2 separate regions of the Mus musculus genome follow, and region 2 is linked to region 1. Evidence: chromatin contacts called from public HiChIP or PLAC-seq data. All regions are on one chromosome and are shown on one strand. The core of a region is the stretch at or near the end of the contact, and the rest is flanking DNA. Distances in the headings are between cores, read along the strand shown. Region 1 holds the start of Obscn (obscurin, cytoskeletal calmodulin and titin-interacting RhoGEF). Region 2 holds the start of Btnl10 (butyrophilin-like 10).

Region 1 (6,884 bases), core at 1,502-4,001:
ACAGCATGGGGCGAGGACAGGTGCAGCTGTGTCCCTGCAGGGAGAGCCACCCAAAGACCATCCTTCTGGCCCTTACCTGATACACAGAACTGGGTGGTCGTCCGGCAGCCACCAGACACAAAGGCCACCTCACCCATGTCCTCCAAGGTGCACTGGAAGATGGTCAGTGTGTGGCACGTGCCTTCTGCAGTGATGGCAACCCGACCCCCTGCCACCATCTCCTCCTGGTTCCGTAGCCACCGGACAGGGCCTTCGGGGACAGCCAGCTCCACCCAAAAGATGGCTGTGTCTCCAGTGCGCACTGCTGTCTTCCGAGGCAGCTTTCTGGTCAAGTTTCCTAGAGAGGGAAGATTGCCAAGATGGTAAGACAAGCCCCTGTGGACCCCAAACTCCTTTTGCACACCCCCTATTCTTTGGCCTCCAACCCACCTTCCTATGTACCCAGCCCCATCCTCCCGCCTGCTTCACTCTTACACACACACACACACACACACACACACACACACACAACCAGGCTTAACCCTAACCCTAGCCTCCCTCAACTCTCCCCAGTCACACACCACTACACACCTCCCCACCTACTGACTAACCGCTTGTACACTATGCCTCTTCCCTATCTGCCCCATCACTGTACCCCAACCTATCTTCCCCCCAATTCCAGAGAGCACCCTCTTGTCAACCTGACCCCCCACACTCCACTTGACCCCACCCCCACCCCCACATCCTAGATCCACTCTGCCCTACCCCCTCTGCCTGTCCCTCATCCTGGCCCTTCTGCCCTGTCCCTCTCAACTCAGCCCCATTCACCTGCCCTCTTGCCCACACTCAACTGATGTCATCAGTACCCCTTGGGCTAGAGGCCTGCCACCTCTGCACCCAGGCTTGTTTGCACTCCTGGCCGCGCCCTGCCCCGCCCCGCACGCCTGCCTTGAACAGAGAGCTCTGCCACCGTGCGGCTGCCCTCTGTGGTCTCGCAGATGTACACAGCGTCGTCGTCTGCCGAGACGTTGCGCACGGTCAGCCGGCGCTCGGTGCCCTCCTCCTCGATGTCGTACTTGGCGCTGGCCCATAGCCGGGTCTCCTCCTTGAACCACGCCGCCTCGGTAGCTGGCTGAGCCACCTCGCACTGGAATGTAGCAGACTCTTTCTCTCGTACCTCCAGGTCCTGCAGCCGCTTCTTGAAGGGCACCGTCGGCTCTGAGAGCAGTGAGAGAGAGGGACCAATGGCAGGGCTCCGATAGGAGCAGGGCCAGGGACAAGGCAAGCGAGCAGAGAGGGTGGCGAGGAAAGAGAGCAGGGAACCTGAAGCTAGTAGATAGAAGGAGGCAAGGGATCATCGGAGTTGGGGGGGGGGGCGGGGGGGGGAGTATGTCCTCAACGGACCAAGGGACCAAAAATGAAGAAGGGACATGGTCGAATAGGTGAGCTGATGGGACAAAGTGGAGAGTAAGAGGAGAAAGTGGAACACGGAAGAAACAATAGCAGGCGCTACGTGAGGTAGGGGTGTGCAGGGAGGGATGTAGAGGTAGTGACTGGGACTTTACGATGGTTCAGGCCAGAGGCCATCATCGCCAGTGTGTTTTGAGGAAGGAGAGAGCCGCTCAGACCTCCAACTCAGGATGTAGCCACGCGACCTTAGCAGATCTTTGCACCAGGTCATCTCCTGGAAACGCAGCTGGTGCTCAAGTGAACGCACGAGGTGCGGGGAGGAGGGGGTTGTCCAGAAAGAGCTTCAGCCCTGCGCATGTGTGGGGCTACAAGCTTGCTCACCTCTCACGACCACCAGCACCGAGCTGTAGGTCTGGCCCACGAGGTTGGACGCTGTGCAGGTGTAGAGGCCGCGGTCGGACTGCTTGCAGAAAAGAATCTTAAGGACGAAGTTCTCTTGCTCGTCCTCATACACTACGTGTCGCCGGCCCTCGGTCACCAGCTGCCCGTCCTTCTTCCACACTGTCTCGGGCTTGGGCTCGCCGGTCACAAAACAGCTGAGGCGCGCGTGTTTGCCTTCGGTCACCGTGCAGGTGCGCGTGCCAGCGCCGGGTGGAGAAGGGGGTATGCCCTCTGCGCGCATGGCCTCCCGCCGCTGCTGCAGGTGCGCCAGGAGCGTGGCGGTGGAGGTGCCGGGTGGTCCGGCAACCTCGGCGTCCGAGTCCACCACCAGAGCGGCGGCAGCGCTGGCAGAGCCCAGCGGATTTTCTGCTCGGACTTCGTAGGTGCCACCATCGCGAGGCCTTGCCGAACGGATGCGAAGCGCGCTCGACTCCCCGTGTTCTTCCACACGCACATGGGGGGCATCGGGTGGGCCCAGGCGCCGCCCATCTTTGGACCAGCTCACAGCAGGTTGTGGTGAGCCTCCAACGCGACATCGGAAGGTGGCGTCTGCGCCCTCGCGCACGCGAATGGATGTGGGCCGCAGCAGAAAGTGGGGCGCCTGCTCGGCACACGTGCCCTCCGAGTCCACTCGCAGGCCGACGGCGGCGAAGGCCTCCCCTATGGCGTTCCTCGCGCGACACACATACTGCCCGCTGTCACCTAGCGCCAGATCGAGAATTGTGAGGCGGTACACATCCCCGTCCTGGGCCAGGCGGAAGCGCGCTCCTGCCTCTACTGGCTGCCGGTCCTTCTCCCAGCTCACGTGTGGCGTGGGGTTGCCCACGATCTGGCAGCTCAGCGTGGCATCCTTGCCAACAGATACCACAAAGGCCTTTGGCCGCGTCAGGAAGCGGGGTGCTCCGCTGAAGGAGTGGTCCATTATGTCAGTGGGGTTGGGGGACTACAAAAGACAAGAAATGAAGGGCATGATGGTGTTGAGACTAGCCAGTCGCCTGTACCACATTCTACCCTCTTCCTCCTCGTTCAGTGTCACCAGGAGAGGCCAATTTAACCAAGTAGGCACCTCCTCACCAGGTCTCCATTACTCCTCCACTCCCAACCCACTCAAGTGCCTCCGAAGTCCAGCAGTTCAGATTGGCCCCTTTCTGTGACTTGAAAGTCTAGGATCTTCAGTTACCTTGATGTGCCTCCATTCTATGACCAACTCCAGTCTCACGACCCAAAGTGATGTCCCTTAAATTCCAAACTAGGAAGTCCTCTTGACTCCTGAGGGAACATATTCTTCAACCAGCAGGGAAAGAGAGGAGCCATCAACCTCACCTGAAGTGGGGCTCATGCTAACAAAAGGGGCCTCACTCACTGGGCTGCATATAACCCACTAGCACCTGTCTTCCCTCACACTGCCAATCCTCTGGGAAAACCTGGCCCCAGGTAAGAGCAGGGTGTAGGAGCAGTGTAGCCAATGGCTGCAAAGAGTGGCAGGAGGGTCCCTATAGTCTGGGACCAGTACAGCCAGATTCTCTCTCCAGGAGCTAGGAACCAGCTAGCTCCAAGGCCTAGCTCTCCTGGGTCCTGATGGCCTTGTCACTATTCAGTCCTTAGCATGGTCCTGCCAACGTGGGACACCCCACCCCCCACCTGCAAGAACGACATAGCATGCCTCAGTCCTCCTAGGAATCATCACTACCCAAATAAGGCTGGCCTCTGCCCAATCAAGACAGCCCCAGCCAAGCTGCCACTGATCCAGCGAGTGGCTGAAATTACCCGCCGGCCCCAGGTCTCATATAGGAACAATGGGCACTGAGGCTGGCTCAACAGGCTAACTTCCTCCACCTCTGGCAGACATGGGTACCCCAGTGCAGAGACCTCAGCCTCTGCATCTGCTCTGCTTTGACACAGCCTCCGGTCTCTCAGCCTGGGCTGCCTGACACGGGACCAGCCAGTTGATGGGTTTGTGTTCCCTGACCCTCCGGCTCTCAGTCCTGTGATTCAGGTAGCTAATCCTCTAATCCTCTTCCAGGAGACTGATCCTGAACCAGGGCTGGGCAGCACTGGCCGGTTTGCTGACTCACTGTCCAGTCAGCACCTCTGTCCCCCACCTACAAACAGGCCCTGTCTCTTAGGGTTAGGATAGGGCTGTCGGGCCGCACCAACTGGGGCCCAAGTCCAGCCCCTGGAGCTGCCTTTCAGCATCTGTTCCATAGAAGATCGGCCTTGACATCAGCTTTCAGGGGCCTTGAGTGAGAGCTCCCTGCTCAATCTGTAGGTCCCCAGAGCAAAGCAGGACTCCTTATGCCTCTACCCACCATTTTATGCCTAGGCTGGAGTGGCCCAGCCAGAGACTCACGAACAAGAGTGTGCAAATAGCCTGTGGCACACACATATTTGAAGGGAGTTGGACCCAGCCTCAGCAGGTCCACAGTTCCTGGATTGGAGATTCCAGAATCTTCCTAGGCCTCCACAGATGTAGTCCCTGGATCTCACTGTCTGTTCAAGGCCTGCATCCCCTCTATGTTACCAGTCAGTTGTATTACCAAGTCACTGGCCACTATTAGTGGGTTCAGAATGACAGCCTCAGACCCCCCCCCCTCGGCCAACCTGCCAAGCAGGTCTGAAGCCAGAGAGGGGCTCCCAGGACAGGGGATCTGTTCTCTTTCCTACAGATGAGGAAACGAGTGTGATAAACACTTCCAGGAAATCTATCCCCTGGGAAGCCTGACCTCTTGCCTGGTTTGGGCTGGAGGTTGCATCTCCTAAGCAGGGGGTCCAGGTGGCCACCCGCAGCCTCTGAGAGGAGCTTCTTTCTCCTAGGAAGTCAGCTCTTCCTCACCCCACCCCACCCCAGCAGGTGACTTGTACTCCTCTACCCCCTAAAGCAGTTTTCAGGAGCCCCTGCCACTCCTTCACACAACTGGCCATACCATAACCCACACCCTCCACCACTTTAACAGAACATAGCTTTTCTGCTTCATGCAGGGTGGACCAGTTTTCTGGATGAACCAAATGGGAGGTGACACACAGACTGGGCCTAGCTAGCCTGGGGTCTGATGGCCTTGTCACTATTCAGTCCTTAGCAGAAACTACCCCATCCCTGGAACTCCATCTTGCTGGCCCTCCCTCTCCTCCACACCACTCCAAGAACGCAGGCCTGTGGCCCCCATGCCCTTCTAGAACGAATTTCCAAGGGCAACCCCCGAGCTCAGCCTCACCTTAGACCCCGGGCCTGTGACTTCCCCCACTCCCGGGAAATTCTTTCCTGGAGTCAAGTGTCAGTACCCCTCTGGCTGTCCCCTCCACTGAGCCAACAGGCCCAAAATAGCCCCAGCTGTCAGCGGGCATCCATCTCGGAAGAGCTGGGGGCAGGGACACCAGACCCCCAGGCAGTAGGGAGACTAAAAGGGCGACCCAGCTAGGCAGTGGTTGCACGATGCCAGCCACAGCCCTCCCAGGCCCCTCAGGGCAAACTGCCTCTTCCCATTCTGGGCTCTCACCTCAGAGTCACAAAAGGGCCCAGATCTGGCATCTAGCCTACTCTCTTCTCAGGGAAGGCCCCGGGATGACTGAACCCCTAAAGTCCCCAAGCTCCACAGAACACCATGACCTTCAGCCATCTGACCTCCAGGAATGAAAGATGGCCCTCACGACAGCCCTACCTCCTCACCTGTATCTACCAGGGGTTGGGGCAGCACCCAGGCAAGGGGCACAGATGGTGAGTTGGGGGCTGCTGGGTCTGCCTCCTTCCTGGGGCCCAGGCCGACGTGGTTCCCACCCAGCAGCCCACACTCCAGCCGGTCCTCAGACTGGACAGGGACGAAAGGACAGGCAAACACTGTCAGCTGAAGAAGGCTGGGCCCGCCCCCGCCCCACCCCCGTTCTGGTCAGCCCAGCCCAGCCTAGCTCCAAAATAGCCCTGGTGTCACTGTCCAGGATTCAGTTTCACCCTCAGTCCCAAGGAGGCAAAGGGCAGGTGGTCAGGAGCAGGAAGACGCCTGTGTCTTCCCACTGTGATGAGGGAAGTGGGGAGAATGGTAGCTGGTCCAGCTTTCCTCGTACCAGCATCCTGGAGTGTTGGTGGGGAAAGATCCTAGGGTCCCAGGATGGTGCCAAGAGAGTCAGCAGTCTTAAAGACTTGGCACTGACCATCGAGGGGACCCAGGACCACCACACAGAACCAGAACTATATCTAAGGGATCACAGAACCACATAGGGATCTAGAATCAGCCTAACACAACCAACCCAAAGACTCAGGAGCACTTTAAAGGAACCCATGGGCACCCAAGAAAACCAAAACATATAGAAAGACTAAGATGAACCCAAGTCTGCCCTAAGAAGGATTGAGGATCAAGTTTACTCCAGGGGACGAGGGCAACCTGCTCTGCTCTCCACCTGGTCCTCTCGGGTCCCAGCAATGTAAGGGAACAACCAGGAGCTACATACACTGATCCCTGACTCATACCTACTCTGCCCTGTCCAAACCTACGACCCAGGCAACCTTGGTCCTTGTGCCATGCTTAGGCTATCTGAATCTGTGGTGACTTTAAATGAGAGTGGAACCCTGATAAGAAGCAACCAAGCTAGGGCCAAGGGGTCTGACGCTGGGGTAGAGCTGGGCACTGACACTGCCTGCTGCTTCGTGCCCCGGGCAGGCCTGTTCATCCTTCCATTGTGGATGTTGGCAGTGCCTGCTGCTTCGTGCCCATTCTCTCAAACCCAGGAGCAGATGCTGACATTGTGTAGACCCTGCCTAGGGAGATAAGCTGGCTGCAGGGAACCCTGGGGTTGGGGGATAGCTGGTGAGATCCTTGGTCTTTCCTAACCCTTGGGGAGACAGGAGTGAGGGAGGTATACAGCTCTCCTTGAGGCCCCATCTACAGACATGGGGAGTCGGGGGCGGGGAATGCCAAAGCTTGTCTCTTGTGGCCCACATACTCTCTGTCTAGTTGCCAGTGCCGTGGGATCCAGAGGGAGAGTCTGCTGGAAGTAGTCAGCTGGGAGCTGCTTCTGTCTTCCCCTTATTCTGGGGACAAGGCCAGGGTTCCATGTCCTGTGTT
Region 2 (6,884 bases), core at 2,910-5,409, 220 kb before region 1:
GCTTCCTGCCATCTGTCCTTCAGTCGTCCAGAGCTGAATGTCCAAAAGAGACTGAGAAAGCACAAGACCTTAGAGAAATAAGGGTTTTCCCTGCTGGGGGTGAGGGGTGGGGTGTTAAAGGAGAAGAGGTTTATGGAATATAGACCCTTGGTAGGCTAGCTACCTTTGATAGACTTTTTTTCTTTTCTCATGGGGTCGGCTTATCTCAGACCACATGCCCTTTCTCCCCTGCTCCACCCTTATCCTCTAGGCTGCTGTTAGACTTACAGCTTGCCTATTCTGAGGTTTTTCTTCACCTCCTAAACTGTCTCCCAGCTGCCATTTGAGCCCATTCTTTTATTAATGAAATTAAGAACCCCAAGAAGGGACCTTGATTTCCTGGGTATCATAATTGGCTCCTCCTGAACTCCCCCAGGTGTCTGGTAACACTTGCTGCCTGTCCTTCCTTTTAATTCTTTCCTAGGTGGACAAAATAACTTCTTTCCTGCATCCCCAGATGACATCAGTACTTTCTGCTGTGGACCTGTGAGCCCATGGCAGCAGGGCCCTGAAGACCCGGGGGCGCGGGGTGGGAATCTTTGCGATGTACGAAGGCAGCAGCTTACTGAGACTCTTGTGAGCTGAGAAGGGCCTGCTCTGGAGGTCCTCTAAAGGGAAAGTGGCAAGGACCAGGGGCAACATCTGAGGACCTTAGGAACGGGACACTTTCCCCGGTGAAGAGGCTGTTCTACTTCTACGAAGCTACACCACGCCACTCCCCTTCCTTCTGTTCACCGACCCATCTGGCAGAGCAAGGTTCCCACGGCAGGAGCAGCTACAGTCCTGGGGCTCTCAGCACAGCGTGAGTGGTGAGCTCAGGACACAACCCTGTAGTTGCTACAAACATGGCGAAAGCCAGTGCAGTGGACGTTGTGCCTGCCGAGGTGGAGCTCTTTGGTGAGACCCAGGAGCCTGGGGACCGCTTTCAGAGGACCTTGAAGAGACTTCAGAGGCCCCTGCTTAGGGGCTTAGGAGCAAACCTGCTGCAAGTGGAAATGGGGAGAGCCAACGGGAACTTTGTGCAAATAAACTCCCTGGTTCCGCCCCAGGGAAGGAAGGAAAAACAACAAACAAACAAAACACCTCTAAAGACATACAGATGTAGTGACACATAAACTCCTGCAGAGGGCGCCAAGAGCTAGAAACGCCACTAAGCGAAATTTAACCTTCGGTTTGCTGTTAATTTTTATTAATTTCATTCCGAGAGGGTGGCGTGTACCACTTTTCACCTCACCTCCTCTTTTCCTTTTTTTTTTTCTTTTTCTTTTTGTTGAAGCTAAATTCACACAGCATAAAACAAACCACATTGGCACTTAAGACATTCACAAATGTTTTTCAACTAGCACCTATATCAAATCTGAAAATAAACTCAGTGCCTTAAAATAAGGCCTCAAAACCATTATGCAACCCCATCGTTCCACACCCATTTCCATCCCCTCCATTACTACTCATCTTAGCTGAATCCCTAACTAGCCCTCGCCGTTTGTGCTTACCGCTGAGGCACGTGGCTGAGTATCTCTTTGGCTCCCAGCTGGACCCTCTGGACCATGCACCACCGTGGTTAGAGTAATGCACTCAGGCCTGAGCCAATAATAAAAGAGGGCACACTCTGACTCAGTCTCCCGTGGGTCTGGGGGAAGTATCCCAGACAGCAGACCCCTTAAAGTCCCGGCATTTGAGAGGTAGAAGCTGAAGGATCAGGAAACCTTTTTTGAAAATAACTTTAAATAAATGATAAAATGAATTCATTTTTAACTGGTATATTAAGATTATACATAACTATGGGATAGCCCTGGAGTGATAATGTACAGGTGTGTAATATCTAAATCAGGTGGGACAGCTGCCCACTGTGTGTTCTAGGAACCTTTCATGAATCCTCTAGAAGAGCAGCAAGTACTCTGAGCCACTGGCCCATCTCTCCAGCCCTGTCCTACTGTTCCTGTCTAATCTTGTACAGACCCTCTGTGATCAGTACAGGTGCTCTGTGATCAATATAGATGCTCTGTAGTCAGTACAGACCCTCTGTGATCAGGACAGATCCTCTGTGATCAGGACAGATCCTCTGTGATCAGGACAGATCCCCTGTGATCAGTATAGATCCTCTGTATCAGTACAGATCTCCTGTGATCAGTACAGATGCTCTGTGATCAATACAGATGCTCTGTAGTCAGTACAGATCCTCTGTGTTAGCAGATCACCACTTCTTGCTATTTAACACTTACCTCAGCATCCATCGATCAACCCCTTTGGTCCCAAACTCTGTTCCACAGCATTCTACTTTCACCTTCTCTGAGATCAACATCTCAGCTGCCATGTATGAGTTGGCTAGTGCTGTGCTCATTTCTCTGTGCCTGGCTCATCTTACTTAACATAAAAAATCTCCAGTTCTGTGCATCTTGTTACTAATGATAGGTTTCGCTCTGTTCTGGTTGCAGAGTCCTGCTGCCTAGCTTTTCACCCTCCAGTGCTGTGGGTTTATTTAATTTCTCTTAGCTATCAAGAATAGGGCTGGCCAGGTAGTGGTGGCATATACCTTTAATCCCAGCGCTCGGGAGGCAGAGGCAGGAGGATCTCTGTGAGTTCGAGACCAGCCTGATCTGCAGAGTGAGTTCCAGGACAGGTAGGACTATTGCACAGAGAGACCCTGTCTCAAAAAGAAAAACAAAACAAACAAACAAACAAAAAAATGAAAACCCTAGGGTGGCAGTGCATTCGGAGTGCATCCATCATTTTTACATACTGGTATAATTTCCTTTGAGTGCATTCCCTGTGGTGGGACGCTTCATGGGGTAGTGTTTTTTCTAATTTTTTGAGGAATCTCAGTGATAAGTTATTTCTCTGCCACTGAAATGAGCCAATTTAAACCAGATTAGATTCTATTAAAGGCAGGTTTATTGGGAAGCTGCTCTCAGGTGGGCAAGTTCACTGGCCCCAAGGATTGAGGCTAGGGAAGTCGCCATGGAAAAGGGATGGAGGGGAGAGAGAGAGAAGAGGAGAAGAAGAGACCAAAATGTCTGGATTATATAGGGAGGAGCCTCTGGGGCAAGGACAGCCCAGCCTCTGGGCAGGAAAGTTTAAGGTGGGGGCAGGGTATGCCAGGTAGGGACTAAGGGATGCAGGGAGAACCTGGAGGGCAGGGCTGCTTTGATGTGTAAAGTATGCACCTCAGTCCCTTGTCCCCGTCTGAAACCAAACACTCAGGCTGCTGAGGGCTTTCTCTAGATAGTGTAAGTCCTCCGTTCTGACTCACAGGATCGGGGAGATGAGTTGCAGGGGGCACTGCTGCCTAGCTAACATAACTCATGGTTTCATGTGGCGCCCCCTGGTGTTTGTTTACCAGAAGGTGCACCCCAAGGAGACAAGCAGAAAAGACCTTGGGCCTGGACTTTCTTATTACTGCCTGGCCTAGAGCACCTAAGAGTCCTACACCACCGGGTGTGATGGCTCACACCTTTAATCCCAGTACTCCGGAGGCAGAGGCAGGTGGATCTCTGAGGTCGAGGCCAGCCTGGTCTACAAAGTGAGCTCCAGGACAGCCAGGGCTATACAGAGAAACCCTGTCTCAAAAAAAAAAAAAGAGTCCTACACCATCTGCTGAGTTAAAGTGAGCACTCCGCCCTGCACAGAGCCGAGTGGCCCTCCCTTACCCAAAGTCTCTAGAGACACCAACCCTTTTAAGTCAATAAGAAGGACAACCAGGTCAAATAGAGCCTGGCCCAGTGCCTCACTCAACTGACAGGTGTAAGACTGGCTCCGGTGAAGCTTCCAGGACCTTACGGTGATGGGGCAGAGGGAAGAGATGAGGAAGGGTTTGCCCTGGATTTCTGGACAGGAGTCTCCACAGCCAAAGCCAAAATCCTGTCACTTTCGATACCATGTCACAATGTTCCCAAAGGCAGCGGCACCAACGTGGCTGCTCTCAAAGGTCTCAATAACCAGAGTTTATCTGAACTCCCCAACTCCTACGGCTGGCTAGGATCCCAGCACGAATAATAGATGTCCTCTTCTTTGGGCTCCTGATGTCCCCAAGTTGGCCCAGCTGCCACCCTCCTACAGGCCACCTCCCCTCATCTCCGTGCCTTCCCTTATCCCTCATCCCAGCGTCTTTATCTTATATGCTCAGTACAGCTGGCCATATGCCCCTTAGGGAGGGTTTTTTTTTTTCCTGTCGAAACTGCCCTTACCGAAGGTAAGAGTTAATTATTTTCTGATGGCAGTAACCAGACTCAACAGAAGCTGGTGAGCTTGTCTGTTCTTCAGTTTCTAGGTTCCCCTCTCATATCGCTGGGAGGCGAGGCTTGATCACTTGGCTTGTGCCCTGCCAATCTGAAATTCTCAGGGAACCCAACCAACTCTGACGCTCTCAAAGTCAGCAGAACCTGGAAAGCAGGCAGCCGGCTCAGAGGTAAGTGAGTGTTTTCCTCTTTAATGGCGCGCCTCCATATTTTGGGTTGGATGTCTCCACATGCTCAATGGGCAGGGAGAACCTGTGGCTGCCCTAGTAAGCCAAGATGGAGCCACACAAGAGCCCTTGCCTACAGGACACACTAGATATGAAGGGCAGCCTAAGGCTGTTCCAGGACGGGCTTCTTGGGACTGGCCCCCCAGTTACCAAAACACACTCTCCAAACAGATTGTGCTAACTACCCTAAATTCCTGAGTTTGGGGGGGGGAGGGGTCCTCATCCTGCTGAGGAGAGAGCTGTGTCCTCTAACCCTAGCTGGAGGGTTCTGCTAACTGTCTCAGGGCAGTTAGACAGTGGAGGGTGTCACAGGGTTCTGATGACCCGAGAGTTGCCTACTGGAGCTAGTTTTTCTCCATGTGCCTGCAAAGGGCAGGAGCTTGTGTATAAAGTCACACAGGAGTGGGTGGTGGAGGGAGCCTCACTCACACAGAGGGGCAGCCGCGGGATTCTGCAGGTGGGGTCTGTGCGGAACGACCCTGTTTCTAGGACTAAGAACTCATGTGGTAGGTGAACAAGCAGCTACCTCTCTTAAGCTGTTTCTCCATTCTCCTACTAGATCCCTAGCTTCTCTCTCACCATAACTAATGTGTATCTAATTCTATGTGTCCCCAATAGATATGGCAAGGGCACACCCTGGAGATGCTACTCTGCCAAGCATCTTGGTCAGCTTCATCTTCCTGCAACTCCTGACTTCTGGGAACGGTAGGACGCCCCTCCCTTTCTGACCCTAGGAGCGCCCAGCGTCAGGTTGGGGCTTCCAACAAAGCTGGGGTTTAAGGGAACTCTCAAAGAGGAAAATGGGGGCACAAGGGGAGCCCCTGCCTCCTGCCTGTGACCTAACCTAGTCCTTTCCTTTGCATCTCTAAGGAAAATCAGATTTCCTCGTCCTTGGACCTCCCCACCCACTTCTGGCCATAGTTGGTCAAGACAAAGAGTTGCCCTGCAAACTGTCACTCAACATCAGCGCTGAGGGCATGGAGCTGAGGTGGTACAGGGACAAGCCCTCGTCAGTCGTGCATGTGTACAAGAATGGGGAGGATGTGTATGACGAGCAGATGGTGGAATATAAGGGAAGGACCTCATTCAACGGCAGCCATGTAGCCAGGGGAGAAGCTGCTGTGAAGATCCACAACGTCACCGTGTTTGACAACGGGACTTATCACTGTGTGTTTAAGGAGTACACATCCCACAGCCAGGCCACCCTGTGGCTGAAGGTGGCAGGTGAGGTTTCGTGTGTGTGTGTGTGTGTGTGTGTGTGTGTGTGTGTGTGTGTGTGTGTGTTGGGGGGAGTGTCTTCTACTCCTCAGCTTCTCTCAGTGTCAGCCAGGATTCCAGACCTCGGTCCCCAGAGCCCTGAGTCCTAAGGCTGCAGAGGCTTTGGTGACACCTGCTTCTAGGCAAAGCTGTTTTCCCTGCAAGCTCTGTGTATGGTGTAGTTCCGTCTGCCTTTATGTCACACCCTTGTACCAGAAAGAGAGCACAGATGTGGGGGAGGGGGTCAAGGCATGGGAACAGCTGGGGGAAGTGGAAGGAGAGAGGGAGAAACAGGAAGACAGTGAACAGGAGACAGAAATAAAGTGAAGAAGAGAACAGAGGGAAGTCAGGAGCCCAGAGAGATAACAAAGAGAAATGGGGAGAATGACAAAGAGGCTGAAACTGCTGAGGTTTGGGAAAGTGAGAGACAGGAGGGAGACAGGAGAGAGACTGGGTTGTTTGGGGCTATGGAGAAGTTTTCCTAGGTGACAGACCCTAGCTCCTTCCTCATTCTCATACTTAGTAGAAAGCTTTGGGTTGTTTTTTTTTTTCTTTCTTTCTTTCTTTCTTTCTTTCTTTCTTTCTTTCTTTCTTTCTTTCTTTCTTTCTTTCCCCCACCCCCATTTCTCTCAACCGTTTTATTTGGGATGAAGGTATTGCATTAGTAATGTTATCACACAGATGTGCTCCATGCAGATTCATAGAACCTACTTAACACCTGCAAGCCATCCCTTCCCACCAGTTGTAGCTGCAGGATCTGAGCTGCTGTCTCTTCCTTCCTCCAGGGCGGGGCTCGTCCCCCAGAATCCGTGTGACTGACACCCAGGACAAAGGCATCCGGGCCGAGTGCACCTCAGCAGGCTGGTACCCCGAGCCCAAGGTGGAGTGGCTGGACCTTAAAGGACAACCAGTGTCTGCTGAGAGTCACTTCTCAGTTTCAGCCAGCACTGGCCTCGTGGCCCTGCTCTCCATTGTGACTCCCCAGGATACGGCTGTGGGGGGCCTGACTTGCTCCATCTCCAATCCCCTCCTCCCAGAGAAGGTGACAGAGACTTACCTGCTGGGTGAGTATCTGCTCAGTTCAAAGACAGCAGAACCAGGCCCTGGGTGCCAGGGATGTTAGGAG

The links. HiChIP or PLAC-seq counts read pairs in DNA pulled down with a chosen protein or histone mark.
Region 2: an H3K27ac HiChIP or PLAC-seq map of embryonic stem cells shows a contact between it and region 1, with 2.5 times the contacts expected there. The contact joins the promoter of Btnl10 here to the promoter of Obscn in region 1. A contact is called at or near these places in 1 of 39 promoter capture datasets (embryonic stem cells), 1 of 115 datasets of contacts at active chromatin or transcription factors (embryonic stem cells) and 2 of 9 other capture datasets (liver and pancreatic islet).

Annotation. Positions count from the first base shown.
Region 1 is chr11:59,133,624-59,140,507 of GRCm38.p6, forward strand. It overlaps Obscn (obscurin, cytoskeletal calmodulin and titin-interacting RhoGEF), which reads right to left and starts at 2,752. Exons shown (of 104, transcript NM_001171512.2): 1 at 1,771-2,752; 2 at 928-1,197; 3 at 77-337. The coding sequence starts at 2,752.
Region 2 is chr11:58,913,749-58,920,632 of GRCm38.p6, forward strand. It overlaps Btnl10 (butyrophilin-like 10), which reads left to right and starts at 4,160. Exons shown (of 6, transcript NM_001363414.1): 1 at 4,160-4,444; 2 at 5,120-5,206; 3 at 5,372-5,725; 4 at 6,544-6,822. The coding sequence starts at 5,122.